Regions from separate parts of the Mus musculus genome. Here regions 2 and 3 are each linked to region 1. The links are chromatin contacts, called in public promoter capture Hi-C maps. All regions are on one chromosome and are shown on one strand. Each heading gives the region's core, a stretch centred on a gene start, on an enhancer-like site or on the middle of the called end of the contact. The rest is flanking DNA. Distances are from core to core; before and after follow the strand shown.

Region 1 (4,079 bases), core at 544-3,043:
TCTGCCTCCCAAGAGCTGGGATTAAAGGCGTGTGCCACCACTGCCCAGGCAATAAAAAAAATAATTTAAAAGTCAGGGCATCTGCCTAGCACATGGCCTTTTATTTTTCTCTGTATAGGCCTGGCTGTCCTGGAACTCACTTTGTAGACCAGGCTGGCCTTGAACTCAAAAATCCGCCTGCCTCTGCCTCCCAAGTGCTGGGATTAAATGCGTGTGCCACCACCGCCCGGCGCACATGGTCTTTTAATAGTAATGTCTCTCCACTTGTCCCATACTACTCTGGTCTCACACACTTGCTCTTCCTTCTTACACCTTCCCAACTCACCAGGCCCCCGTTGGACTCATCACCTGGGGGTTGAGTTGTGCTATTTGTGAAAGGGTCCGGTGCTGTGGAACAGAAAGAGAAAAAAAAAATCCATGCTGGGGTCTTCTTCACTAGTTATCACTTACACACCACTCAGTCAGACCTTGCAAAACGCCTTCCAAAGTCTCCAGCTGGAATTGAGGCAGCAAGTACAGCCAGGCCACCCACTCCACCCTCGGGTGTGATGCTGGTTTCTCTGGCCACCCTCAGCCCAGCAGGTAATAATCTGACCACCCAGAGTCACCATTGTTAGCCTATTAGAATAGATGGCTTCCAGAACCGTGTCCCCCTCCACCATCACTCCGGCCCAGAACCCTTAAGGACCTGGGCGGGGCTCAACCTTTCCCAGGAGTATGTGACTCACAAGGTCCCCCCACCCCCCAGGCTCCCGAAACTGGAACTAGAGACTGAGGGAAGGTCTGGCTGGGTCCACACCTACGGAGGGCCAGCCCTGTCAGCTGGGCTCCCTCCAGGTCCCCCTGACTGCTTAAGACTCTCAACTATGCAGACTCAGGTGCCCAGGCTCTCCCTCCCCTCCTCCACCTCTGGGCTCTGCCCAACAACCCCCAGCTCCTAAATTCCACAAGACTTAAGGACTCAGGAATTCTAGGCTGCGGGTACGGAGCGTTCAGAAAAACGCTGGTTCGAGCCTCAGCAACGTTAAAAGAAAAAAAAAAAAAAACTGGAGAAAAAAAAACTGGAAAAAAAAAAAGTTCGCAGGTCAGCTAAACTAATTTGAAATTCAGCCCTGAAGCTTTCAAACTTGGTCTCCAAACGCATTCCAAGCTCATTCCTCAGACCTGTCGCCCTCTCTGGGTCGCAAATGCCCGGCACTTCTGAGTTCAACCCGGGAACCCTCCTCCCACCCGAGCGCTGCCCCGGACAGTACCTACCTGTTAGGCTCCAGCCGGAGGGCAGCATCGGCAAACCAAACGCCAAGAGCACCCCCAGGCCTGGGGTCGCCATGAGTTTAGGCGACGAGTTGGTGACGCCAAGGACAGGACTTCCCCAAGGCGCCAATTCCTACCGCATCTTGGGTCGAGGAGGGCACCTGCGACCCAGGACCTGGGGACCAGACCGGGGTGGGGGGGAGAGGGCGCAGCATAGGGTGAGGGGCTGGACTCAGGCTCGGGGCCCAGCGACAGGCAACCCAATCTTGGAGTGCGCTCCCCGCCCTCGGCGCCAAGGGTCAGAGATTAAAGATTAACTCCCCGACCGCATTCTTGGGCCAGGAAAAGGGAAGGAGGAGGTGGGGACAGGACAGGCTGCGCGCCCTGCCTCCCTACCTGACTCCAGCGTCTGAGAGGGACTTCGCTCAGGTTCCCAATCCCGGGTTCCCAGCTGGAACCCCGAGTCTCCGTCCTTCACCCGGTCGCTCCAGATCCCACCCGCCCCGCCCGCTCACGTGACCCGGAAAGTTTAGTCACCCACCTGGGCAAAGAGCGCACTTCCGGCTTGTGCACCTGAGCCTGGCTGAGAGGGGCGGGGCGAAGAGGGCGGGGCCGCGCCGCCAGAGCACCTGTAACGGGAACCCCATTGCGACCCGGAGCACCGCAGAGGGCGGAAATGAGCAGGTGTAAGCACAGGGGTGCATACCCCGGCGGGGGGCGTGGCGACACTCCAGAAAGATACACACTTATAAGAGGCGGGCTCCGATGGGAAACACTGAAGAACTCACACCCTGAAGTCAGACCTGGGAATGCTAACCTGTATTCTAAATGTATTCTGGAGGCTGAGGCAGGAGGACCCCAAGTTCAAAGCCAGCCTGAATAAACCCTATTTCAAAAGTAAAAGGGGCTGGGAGCGTGGCTCGGGGCCAGAACCCCTGCCTTAAATGGCCTAGTGAAGGTCGCCTTCCAAGAATGTCTTAGTGATTGGATCGCCCCTTACTCAGCCATGAATTCCTCCTTAGCATGCCTGAGACCCCTGGGTTCCATTTTCATCCCATAACCAAAAAAATCAACCAACCTGTACAGGACTAGTTTTGTAGAAAGATACATGTAGGCTTGTAGTCAGAGTGTAATCAGAACACCTGCTTAGATTAAACCCGTGCGGTATTAAAAAAAAAAAAAAAAAAAAAAAAAACCGGACAAAGATCTGTGCAGAATCTCGCCCAGCTTAACGGAAGGCCTTATGTCCACACTGAAGAACATCCGTATGAGGTCCACCTGCCAGGGAAGTGTCTGTGAGGAAGCATGGATTTGGGGCGTCTGCGCAGAAGTAGTGATGTCCCACGGCACCCACACAGAAACTCTTATGCATGGAAACATCTGGTAGCTGGTAGAGGGAGTGGGTGGGACTTTCACCTGTTCACCACAGATGTATGGGCACAGCTTGGGTGGGGACCGCATGACCTCTGGATGTATCTTTGGGTAAAAGGTGGTCATGCACCGGATATGATGGCACGTGATTGCCGTCCCAGCAACTGGGATTCCGAAGCAGGCGAACTGCTGCACATTCAAGGCCAGCGAGGCTACAGAGACCTTGGCTCAAAAGGACAATAACAACAATAGCCATAGAGCTGCAGCTGGAGTTCTGTGGCTAGTTTATCTAGCACATACAAGGCTATATACAACACCCATTGTAGTGTAGCATACGCCTTAGATCCCAGGTGGAGCTCTGTGAGGTCCAGATCAGCCCGGTCTACATAGTAAATTCCGTGGCTACATAGAGAGACTGTGTCTTTGAACAAGAAAAATAAATAAATAAATAAATAAATAAATGAGGCGTCGTCCCTTCCTGGGAGTGGTGGTTTAAACTCTGTTTAAATCTCTGCTCTGGCCCTAAATGGGAATCCAGACTAAGATTTGAAGCTTTTGATTTCTCCACTGTAGCGTGGGAAAAGCTAGTGTCACCTACCTACCTCACAGGGTTTGGGGTAGGTTCGTTACTGAGCAGCGAGTGAAGGGCTCTGGCATGCGCAACGCACTCAATGTGAGCTCTTATTTATTATTCGCGGTCAGACGGACGCCCTTCCCCCTGACGGTGAGACGAAAAACTGCACCCGAAACTTGTGGGCGGGACTTCAGCAGGTGCAACCACAGCCGCCGGCTGAGGCCCCGCCTCCAGAGCCCCTCCTCCTGATCGTTATCTTTAGTGGCGCGGGAGATACTGGTCCGCGACTCCCTTTCCAGGCAGGTCTGCAAAGAGCAGCCTTCAGAGAGTCTGAATTGGGGCGCGGCCCCTTTAAGAATGCCTAGCGGGCTGCGAGCTGCGGGACAGGAGGCCGCGGCGGGTCAACCGGGAAGCCCCGCCTAGGTAGAGCGGACCGCCGCAGCTAGGGCGCATTGACCAATAAGGATTTAACTTTGCAGCCGCGCCGCTCGTTGACCTTGCGTTTCTCTCTCCGAGTGTCACCAAGAAAAGGAGGCGCGCGGGCGGAATGAAGTGTTGGGGAGGGAGCCCACACCTCTTTGTTGATCTGCTGTTTCTATCATCGACTGGGGAATCTAACTAGAGCAGGCGGGCGAAAGAAGCTTTTAAACTGGTTCAGAATTCTTTGCGTAGACCTGGGAGAAGCAAAAACTTGAATTTCTGATAAGTGATCCGTTAGAGAGGAAGGTGTAAATGAACAAGATTACGAATCCAATTCCTGACAATTCCCTACCAAAACCATTTAAGGAAAAAAGGGTAAACTGAGGCAAGCAGAGTACTAAGACGGTTGCCTCTCCTACCGTCCCAGGAATGCGCTGTCAGATGTGCAAAACCAGAGCCT
Region 2 (4,079 bases), core at 961-3,460, 940 kb after region 1:
ACGGGCCCCCCACAGCCGCCCTACGGCGCACACACACATTCAACAGCGGCGAGGCTCGGCCCGGGGGTCATCGTCCTCGCCGCCACCCACCCGCGGACTCTACACACTTGCTGCCCTGCGGGACGGGCGAGCGGACTGCACCCCCGGTACCCTAGGCCAGGCGGATGCCTCGACGGTGCCAACCACAGCGACCCGGGCGCCAGCCCAGGTCACCGAGCCCTACTGGCGCCGAGTGGGGCGCGTTTGTTCCTCACCCACGCGCGTGGGGATCCCCTCGCCACAGGGAAGCACAAGAACCCCCTCCATCCCGGAGGATGCAGGACACGAAGCCCCGGGGTGGGCGGGAGGAGGCTGACCTTTTACCTGCGCATAGACTTTGATTTTTGTTTATTTTGAGTTTTTTTTTTTTTCTAAGAAATTGCACAGCCCCATTCTTACTTGGGGTGGCGGCCGGGGTGGGGGTTGAGGACGTGGGGTGAGGGGAGGCAGCTGCAGACATGAGCCTTCCCGCCTCAACACATCCTCCGTAGAAGGGACCCCCTCCCTGCTCCTGGGTCCCTGCGTGTGTGGGTGTGTGTCCGTGTGCATGGCCTGTTTGTGTGCAAGGGCCCAGGACAGAAGTATGTGTGCGTGTGTGTGTGCGTATGCGTGTGAGACAGGGCCGCCGTGGGTGTGCGTGTGTGCGACTCAGAATGTGGGTGGTGGCGCCCTCAGAGACCCTGGCATTGGCTGAGCCAATGTTGGGCCTTCTGAAAAGAAGCCCAGGGGATGGGGCCTTCAAGGTGCCGGTTTGGAGTTCAAATCCTGCTCCTGCAGAGGGGACCTGGGGGTCCAGGCTGGGAGATGGGGGAACCTGCTTCTAAAGGGCTTGTGGGGGTTTTGGGAGGGTGGAGGTGGGCAGACGCCCCTGTAAATACAGCCCTGGGGTGGTCAGAGAGGCCCATGCCACCCGTCCCCACTTGTGACATCCCCTTCGACCACCAGCTGACCATGCATGCCACGTGGCCAGCTGAGTCCAGGACCCTCTCCAGCCCTATCCCCATCAATAAAACTCTGTTTACATCCACCGGCCCCCTTGACTCTGGGTCAGCTGTTTGTTGGGGGTGATTGGAAATACTTGGGAAGGAAATCCTGCTCTTAGTCACTCACAGGCAAATGGGGGATTGGCCTCTTAGAATCCCAGACTGAGAGGAGAGGTCATGTCAAGGGGTGACAACCTGGAAAACTTTAAGATGAGATGACAACAAGGAGGAACTAGCTGATTGCAGGGGAAACACTTCCTGTGCAAGCAAGAAGACCTGAGTTTGAATCCCTTAGTACTCACAGAAAAGGCCAGGTGTAATGGTACATGCCTGTAATTTTAGCACTTGGGAAGCAGACACAGGAAGGTCCCTGACCTCTTGCAAGTCAGCCTAGCCCAGTTAATGAGAGGTCCTGCCTCAGTAGACAATGTGGAGAACCATTGAGGAAGACACCCAGAATCAACCTGTAGCCTGTGCAAGTGTGTGTGCACATCACACATAGATACAGCCAAAGGTGTCCTCAAAGGCAAATTCATAGCCTTGAAATGCATTTTGCTGTTGTGGGTTTTGTTGTTGGACAGTCTCAGTATGTAGCCCAGTCTGATGTCAAAGTCGAAGTGATTCTCCAGCCTCCATACTCCAACCCTGTGCTATAATGAGATGACATGTGAGGTGTGTCTTCACAACAGACATATGCACCTACTGCACTTCAGGTAGATGGAATCACCAAAGAATCTCTTGACAATCAAGTTCAGCTGTGCAGGCAGGGAAACTGAGTCCCAGAGAACCTAAGCCAGACCTGCTTGGTTCCTTGTGGAAGACTTTACAATCAGAGCCAGGCATTGCTCCTTGTTCAGTAGGAAAGCTACTTGAGCATAAAAAGCAAACAACACATCAGGTGTTCAAGACCAGAGATTTTTTTTTTTCCAACACATTTCCTGTCACCTGCTCAAAGAGCAGCCACGTTCCTGCTCTTATTGCAAACTCAGTCCCTGGATCCTGGTGGGAGAGGACTCAGCCTAGGAGACATTGGGTAGAGCAATCCCCACCTCACCCTTAACTAGGAAGTAAAAGCTGCAGAAAGTCTGGGAAAGGGTGGGCAGGATGCCACAGTCACTGCCAGGAAGGGATGTAGCAATGTTGACCCGGCCCTGGGCTCTTCCTGCTTTGCCTCAGAGCAGAGTTGGGGTGGGGACTATATAAAGCCACCTTCCTGGGGTCTTGAGGACAGACATAGAGGAGCAGCTATGGTCTCTTGGCAGCATCAAGGAAGGTAGGTCTCTACCTGACCAGTTCTGGGCAGACCTGGCACCAAGCTAAGCACAATCATGGGGACATTAGTCTGATCCACTGAGGTGGCCAGGAACAGATTCAGGCCTGCAGGCTGTACAAACAGGCTTACTTCCAGACAGACTGCCAGAGGCCCCCTGAGCAGGAATGGGAGAGGGTCCCTGTCCCAGGTCCCAGGCTTGAGGCTTTGGTCATACCCACTGCAAATCAGGAAGCCCCCGACAGGCCTCTGAGGGCTGTTGTGGAGACCAGATATGCGTACAGAAGAATTCCTGTTCACCTGGACCCTGAGTTCTCCCTGAACACCCAGTGCTGACCACACAAGCCATATGAGAGCTGGACGAAGAAAGGATAAGGCCAATCTGGAAGCTTCTGCCTTCCTGAGAATGGCAGAAAAGGGCTGGTGAAAAGCCAAGCATTGTGGCTGGGGCTTTGCAGAGTGAACACGAGTCCACTGACTCTCCCTCTGAACAGACAACTAGGGAGATAGGGGTAGACCCAGGATACAAACCAGGTTAGAAGTAACTAGGTACTTGGACTGGGAATACTTAATAACTGGTAACCTGTTAGAGGTGGTAGCAGGGGAGGAAGTGTGTAGGGGGTCAGACCCAGGAAGTTTAAGAGTCATAGAGGTAAGTTTTGCTGTGGATCAGGGGCTGCTTTGTGAGAATGAAACCCAGGGTATAGTGTTCCTGGGGCTTTGCAGAATAAATAGGAGCTCACTGGCTCTGCCACCCACCCACCCTGCTAAGGAGACAAAAATAGACTCAGGAAACAAACCATGAGGATCGTCTTGTTCCAGTCCTGGTGAGGAAGGACTCAGTGGGTACAGTTTAGGGTGGTGGCCACGGGGACGGGAAGAAGGGGAGATATTTTTCACCATGGTTCACTAACCTCAGCCTCCAGGATCTCAAGACCTGCCTTGCCAGAACCCTGTTTCTCCTGGCCCTCTTGGGCAGGGTGTCCAGCCTCAAGGAATGCCTGATACTGCAGTCGGCTGAGGGTAGCACCGTCTCCTGCCATGGTCCCACCGAGTTTCCGAGCTCCCTCCCTGCCGACACTGTCCATCTGTCGGTGGAATTCTCCAACCTGACGCAGCTGCCCGCCGCCGCCCTGCAAGGGTGTCCGGGTCTGCGGGAGCTGCACCTCTCGAGCAATCGCCTGCAGGCGCTGTCTCCCGAGTTGCTGGCGCCCGTGCCCCGGCTGCGCGCCCTGGATCTGACCCGCAATGCTCTCCGCAGCCTGCCCCCCGGGTTGTTCAGCACCTCGGCCAACCTGAGCACCCTGGTCCTGAGGGAGAACCAGCTGCGGGAGGTGAGCGCGCAATGGCTTCAGGGCCTGGACGCCCTGGGCCACTTGGACCTGGCGGAGAACCAGCTGAGTTCGCTGCCCTCCGGGCTCCTCGCCAGCCTCGGCGCCCTGCACACCCTCGACCTTGGGTACAACCTGCTGGAGTCGCTGCCCGAGGGACTCCTGCGGGGCCCAAGGCGGCTGCAGCGCCTGCACCTGGAAGGGAACCGACTGCAGAGGCTGGAGGATAGCCTGCTTGCGCCCCAACCGTTCCTGCGCGTCCTGTTCCTGAATGACAACCAGTTGGTCGGGGTGGCGACCGGCTCCTTCCAGGGCCTACAGCACCTGGATATGTTGGATCTGTCCAATAACTCTCTGTCCAGCACGCCCCCGGGCCTGTGGGCGTTCCTGGGGAGGCCGACCCGCGACATGCAGGACGGCTTCGACATCTCCCACAACCCCTGGATCTGTGACAAG
Region 3 (4,079 bases), core at 987-3,486, 900 kb after region 1:
TGGCGACATTAGCTACCACACTTCAGTTATCTCAGTGTTCAGGGACAGTTTATCAAATGACTAAGTAACTTCTCATGGTTATGACAAAAGGAGAAACTGAGTCAGGGGCCTGGGAGCTGACAGATATGCACAGAATAACACCAGGCTAGAACTGGGACTTGAATCCAGCCCTTACCTGGAAGCTCATTGCATTACAACCTTTCCCTGGGGTCCACCCTAAAATTTGGGAGCCTAATGATCTAGTCTGGGAATCTTCCAGAGCTATGCACACGGTCAACCCTACCACGGTTCTTTCTTTGGTCAGGACTACAGAAGACCCCACCTGCACAGCACCCTCTGGAGTGGTTACCTCCGCTGGTTTCCACATGGGGAAACACAGGGTTGGGGCTCAGAAAAACCATGCAGGGGAGACACTGGGGTTCTTGGAGGAGTGAGCTCACTGGGCCCCCGGATCAAGTCTCACTCTCTTTAAGCCTCCACTAAGCCCTGGATGGCACCTGAGTCAGTGGGTGGCACGCCTTCCTGTGGCCATGATTATTTGGCCTGTATGCTGAGTCCCCTCATACGGAATCAGATTTTTGTGAGGTGAGTCCTAGCTTGCCTAGGGCTGAGAGAGTAAACTGAGGGACAAGTCTCTATGTCTCTTCATACCCTCAGGATCCACCACTCACCCATTACGGAACTAGCAGCCCTGGCCCAAGTCTGGCTCACCATGTGTGGGAAGGCCCAGGGCAGGTGTTCTGTGATGACTCTCTTTGTTCTGTTACATTGTACAGTCCCCATGGCCCCGCCCTCATCCCTCCCAGTCACCCACATCCTAGGTGCGGCCCAGATCATGAACTTATTATGTTTTAAAGTTGTCGCTGCCTGTGTTGATCTGCCAGGGTTGTAGAGGGCTCAGCACGCACAAAGGTCTCAAGTGCAAGGACATTCCATGTGGAGAAGAGGCGGCCACTTTGAGGTCCCAGGACAGAAAAACAGGAAGTTTGGCACTCAAAGCCTACATTCCTGTTCTCTCTCTCTCTCTCTCTCTCTCTCTCTCTCTCTCTCTCTCTCTCTCTCTCTCTTTCTCTGTTGGCTGTTGTTTGTTACAGGATCTCTATACATAGTTATGGCTAGCCTGGAACTCACTTTGTAGACCTGGCCTCAAACTTACAGGCATCCACCTGCCTCTATTCTAAGCACTGGGTAAATGGGTAAATGTCCTGGTATATGTTGTGTTTGGGCCGGAACCCAAGGCCTCTTGCTTACTAGGTGAGCACTCTACGCACTGGGCTACACCCTAGGGTCCCTTTTGTTTTAGAGACAGCCTCGGTGTGTAGCCCACCCTGGCTCAGCCTCTCTTTTGTCTGTTTAAGCACCCCCAAGAAGCCTCAGGGAGTCACGAAACAACTGTCCCAAGTCAGACAGGGAAACTGAGGCTTATAATTAAGTTACTTGTTCAAGTGAGTCAGGTTTGTCTGAGCTGTGTCCTAACCCCAAGGCAAGGTGTTCAGAGGCGTCACAGCCTGGAGCTCGGGAAGTGACCCAGAGGCCTGTTTCCAGTTTAGTGTTCCACCCTGTCCCTCTCCAGCCCCGCTGCTCACAAAGGTGACAAACCAGAATATGGTTCTGGAGACAGTGTCTCCATCTCTCTGGCCATCCGCAGCCCATATTCTGGACCCCAGTTTATCCTCCAAACCAACACTGAAAGAGCCAGGAGGCTGCAGACCTGGATCAGGTCACCTGCCAATTATGTGACAGCCACTGTCCCAGTTCCCAGATGGTAAAACTGAGTTCAAGCCCTCGGGCAATGGGAAGCTTGAAGTGCCAGTCCCAGTCAGGGTAACCCTGCACCAGCCAGAGCCACAGTGGGGTCCAGCTGGCTACCTCAGAGAATACCTAGACCATTCTGGAGTCAGGCTGCACACTTGTACAGAGCCAAGTCCATCAAGTGTCCTCTTGAGGACATGTGTTAGGACTATTACAGTAGCCCACAGCAACCTGCTCACAACACCCATGCTCCCACAGTCAGTAATAGGTATACAGAGGAAACTGAGGCGGGATATACAGAGGACGGTGTGGGGATAGGAGGGGACGGAAAGAACCCAGGATAGCCAATGCAGGACCCCATCGCTCACCTGCTCCTCGGGATGTGTCAAGCCTTCAGTTTTCTGTAGGTGCCTCTGTGGGGCCAGAGGCATTGGCCGCTGGATCTGAGCCCGGCCGCTGGCTAGGAGGCCACGCCCCCGAGAAAGGGCTCGCCCCCTCTAAACGCTCACTGGCTCAGCAAATGGTAGCGCACAGGCAGTGTACGAAGGAGCCAATGGCAGCAAGCCTCTGCCAGGAGGTGGGAGGCATGACGCGGGCGTGGGCGAGGGCGTGGTCTGCGGCCGGGAGATTCCTCCGGAATAGCGCCGGCGCTGGGTGCCCAGCGCAAGGGATGCCGTGGCGGGAAAGTGTTGGAAGGAAGAGGAAGGAGACTGAGACAGAGAAAAATGGGGTATACGTGCACCGCGCGACAGAGATCTGAGAGGCCAAAGCGAAGAGAGGCGCCTCCGCGAGACACCTGCATCCCTCTGAGCGGGTCTCAGTTTACCCACTAGGTAGTTAGAGTGTCACCTGGGACTCCCATGACAAATGCACCCCAACATTTGCCTTGCAACAATTTTGGGGTTCCTGAGTACTGCGGAGACTCTCTTTCAGTTGGTGTCTCTGGAGTAAGGGGGGAGGCACTGTGATGACCTCCCTGACAGAGGCCAGACAGGGCCAGCTACCTCCCAGGGGGCAGCTGTGAGACCTGGAAAATCAGTCTGGGAGTGATTCCCACACTCCCACCACCCCCAACCCATCCCCAACACCCCCACCTTACTCCAAACTCCACCCCAACTCAACCACGGGTCTGCACTTCCTGTGCCTGGATGGCCCTGTCACAGCAAGGACACTTGGAAAAGCCTCATCTGCCATCTTCCCTCTTCAGAAAGCCCCCTCAGGTGTTTGCTGACTGCATTCTAACCTTCCTTGCATGAGCCTTAACACACAAAACTAAATCCAGGCTTTTGAGAGATAGAAATTGAGACCCAGAGAAACCTTAAGTGACTTGCCTAGAGCAGCACAGACCCAAGTGGCTTTCCTGATTTCAGATTGTCTGTGCTCTGGGCCAGGAACTTACAAGTTCAGTAGCCATCCCAGCTCTGCCGGGTGCTGAACATGGCCTCTATCTGCTCTGTACCAGGAGCTCACCCTTGTGACAGCCACACAGGACCCTAGACAGAGCTCAGTATCAAAGACAGAGACCACAGCTCTAGGTTTTTCATACCCCAGTATGAGCCAGGGCAATTAGTGTGTTTTTGAGGTGTGTGGGGGGAAGCAGGTGTCACTGAAGCAGGTTTGGGGGCTTCTGATTTTTGAGCACTTAGAGTCTGAGGAACCCACAGATATCATAGGTGTGATAAAGTGGGGATCAAACCCAGCTGTGTGGGTTCAGGGCTAGAGCCTACCCCTCCCACTTGCCTAGAGTCCCGTGGTGAGAGGCTGGGTCGTGGACAGGGTGGAGCCTCTGCCTAGAATTCCCCAGTGAAGCCTTGAGTGGGCTCTTGTGAGGATGTGGACTGTCTTCCCTGGCTCTGCCAGTGTCTCCCTCACCAGGTCCTCACAGAGTCTAGCAGAGGTGCTCTGGTGCGCTTGATCCTCTAGATCAAGTGGGCAAGGGGGCATGGGCGGAGGTAGAATTATTTCCTAGCATGCAGGAAGCCCTAAGCCCCTACCCAGCTTAGAAGCAGTAGTAAATAATAATAATAATAAACAACTTACAAATTGTCTGTAAGGATGAGGGGACACACACCGGACCATATAGAAAACAATTGGAAATTTCCGGAAAACCTCCATGACCCCAGGGCATTCCCCACCTAGGTACACTCGAGTAGAAAGATAGATTCTGACATGAGTTTATGGCAATTTTAATTGAATTATTCACCGTAGCCAAACGATGGAAGCAGGCTACGTGTCCATCACTGGAGAGAGGAGATGAGGCATGCTGCCTAGAGAGGGGGGAATATTACTCTGCCTGGAAGAGAGAGGCCATTCAGACACCAGGTCCC

Evidence for each region. Promoter capture Hi-C pulls out the DNA fragments that hold promoters and counts their contacts. Capture Hi-C pulls out chosen DNA fragments and counts their contacts.
Region 2: a promoter capture Hi-C map of liver shows a contact between it and region 1, with 3 times the contacts expected there. The contact joins the promoter of Lrg1 here to the promoter of Crb3 in region 1. A contact is called at or near these places in 3 of 39 promoter capture datasets (hippocampal neurons and liver), 2 of 484 Hi-C or Micro-C datasets (CD8 T cells and liver), 1 of 115 datasets of contacts at active chromatin or transcription factors (pancreatic cancer cells) and 1 of 9 other capture datasets (macrophages).
Region 3: a contact with region 1 is called in a promoter capture Hi-C map of liver, with 2.2 times the contacts expected there. The contact joins the promoter of Tnfaip8l1 here to the promoter of Crb3 in region 1. A contact is called at or near these places in 3 of 39 promoter capture datasets (the SN4741 cell line, liver and pre-B cells), 1 of 115 datasets of contacts at active chromatin or transcription factors (pancreatic cancer cells) and 1 of 9 other capture datasets (liver).

Annotation. Positions count from the first base shown.
Region 1 is chr17:57,059,945-57,064,023 of GRCm38.p6, reverse strand. It overlaps Crb3 (crumbs family member 3), which reads right to left and starts at 1,793. Exons shown (of 4, transcript NM_177638.5): 1 at 1,651-1,793; 2 at 1,258-1,429; 3 at 326-387. The coding sequence starts at 1,330.
Region 2 is chr17:56,120,077-56,124,155 of GRCm38.p6, reverse strand. Lrg1 (leucine-rich alpha-2-glycoprotein 1) reads left to right here and starts at 2,210. Exons shown (of 2, transcript NM_029796.2): 1 at 2,210-2,295; 2 at 3,212-4,079. The coding sequence starts at 2,270. It overlaps Sema6b (sema domain, transmembrane domain (TM), and cytoplasmic domain, (semaphorin) 6B), which reads left to right. Exons shown (of 17, transcript NM_001130456.1): 17 at 1-1,071. The coding sequence ends at 155.
Region 3 is chr17:56,160,648-56,164,726 of GRCm38.p6, reverse strand. Tnfaip8l1 (tumor necrosis factor, alpha-induced protein 8-like 1) reads right to left here and starts at 2,236. Exons shown (of 2, transcript NM_025566.3): 1 at 2,121-2,236.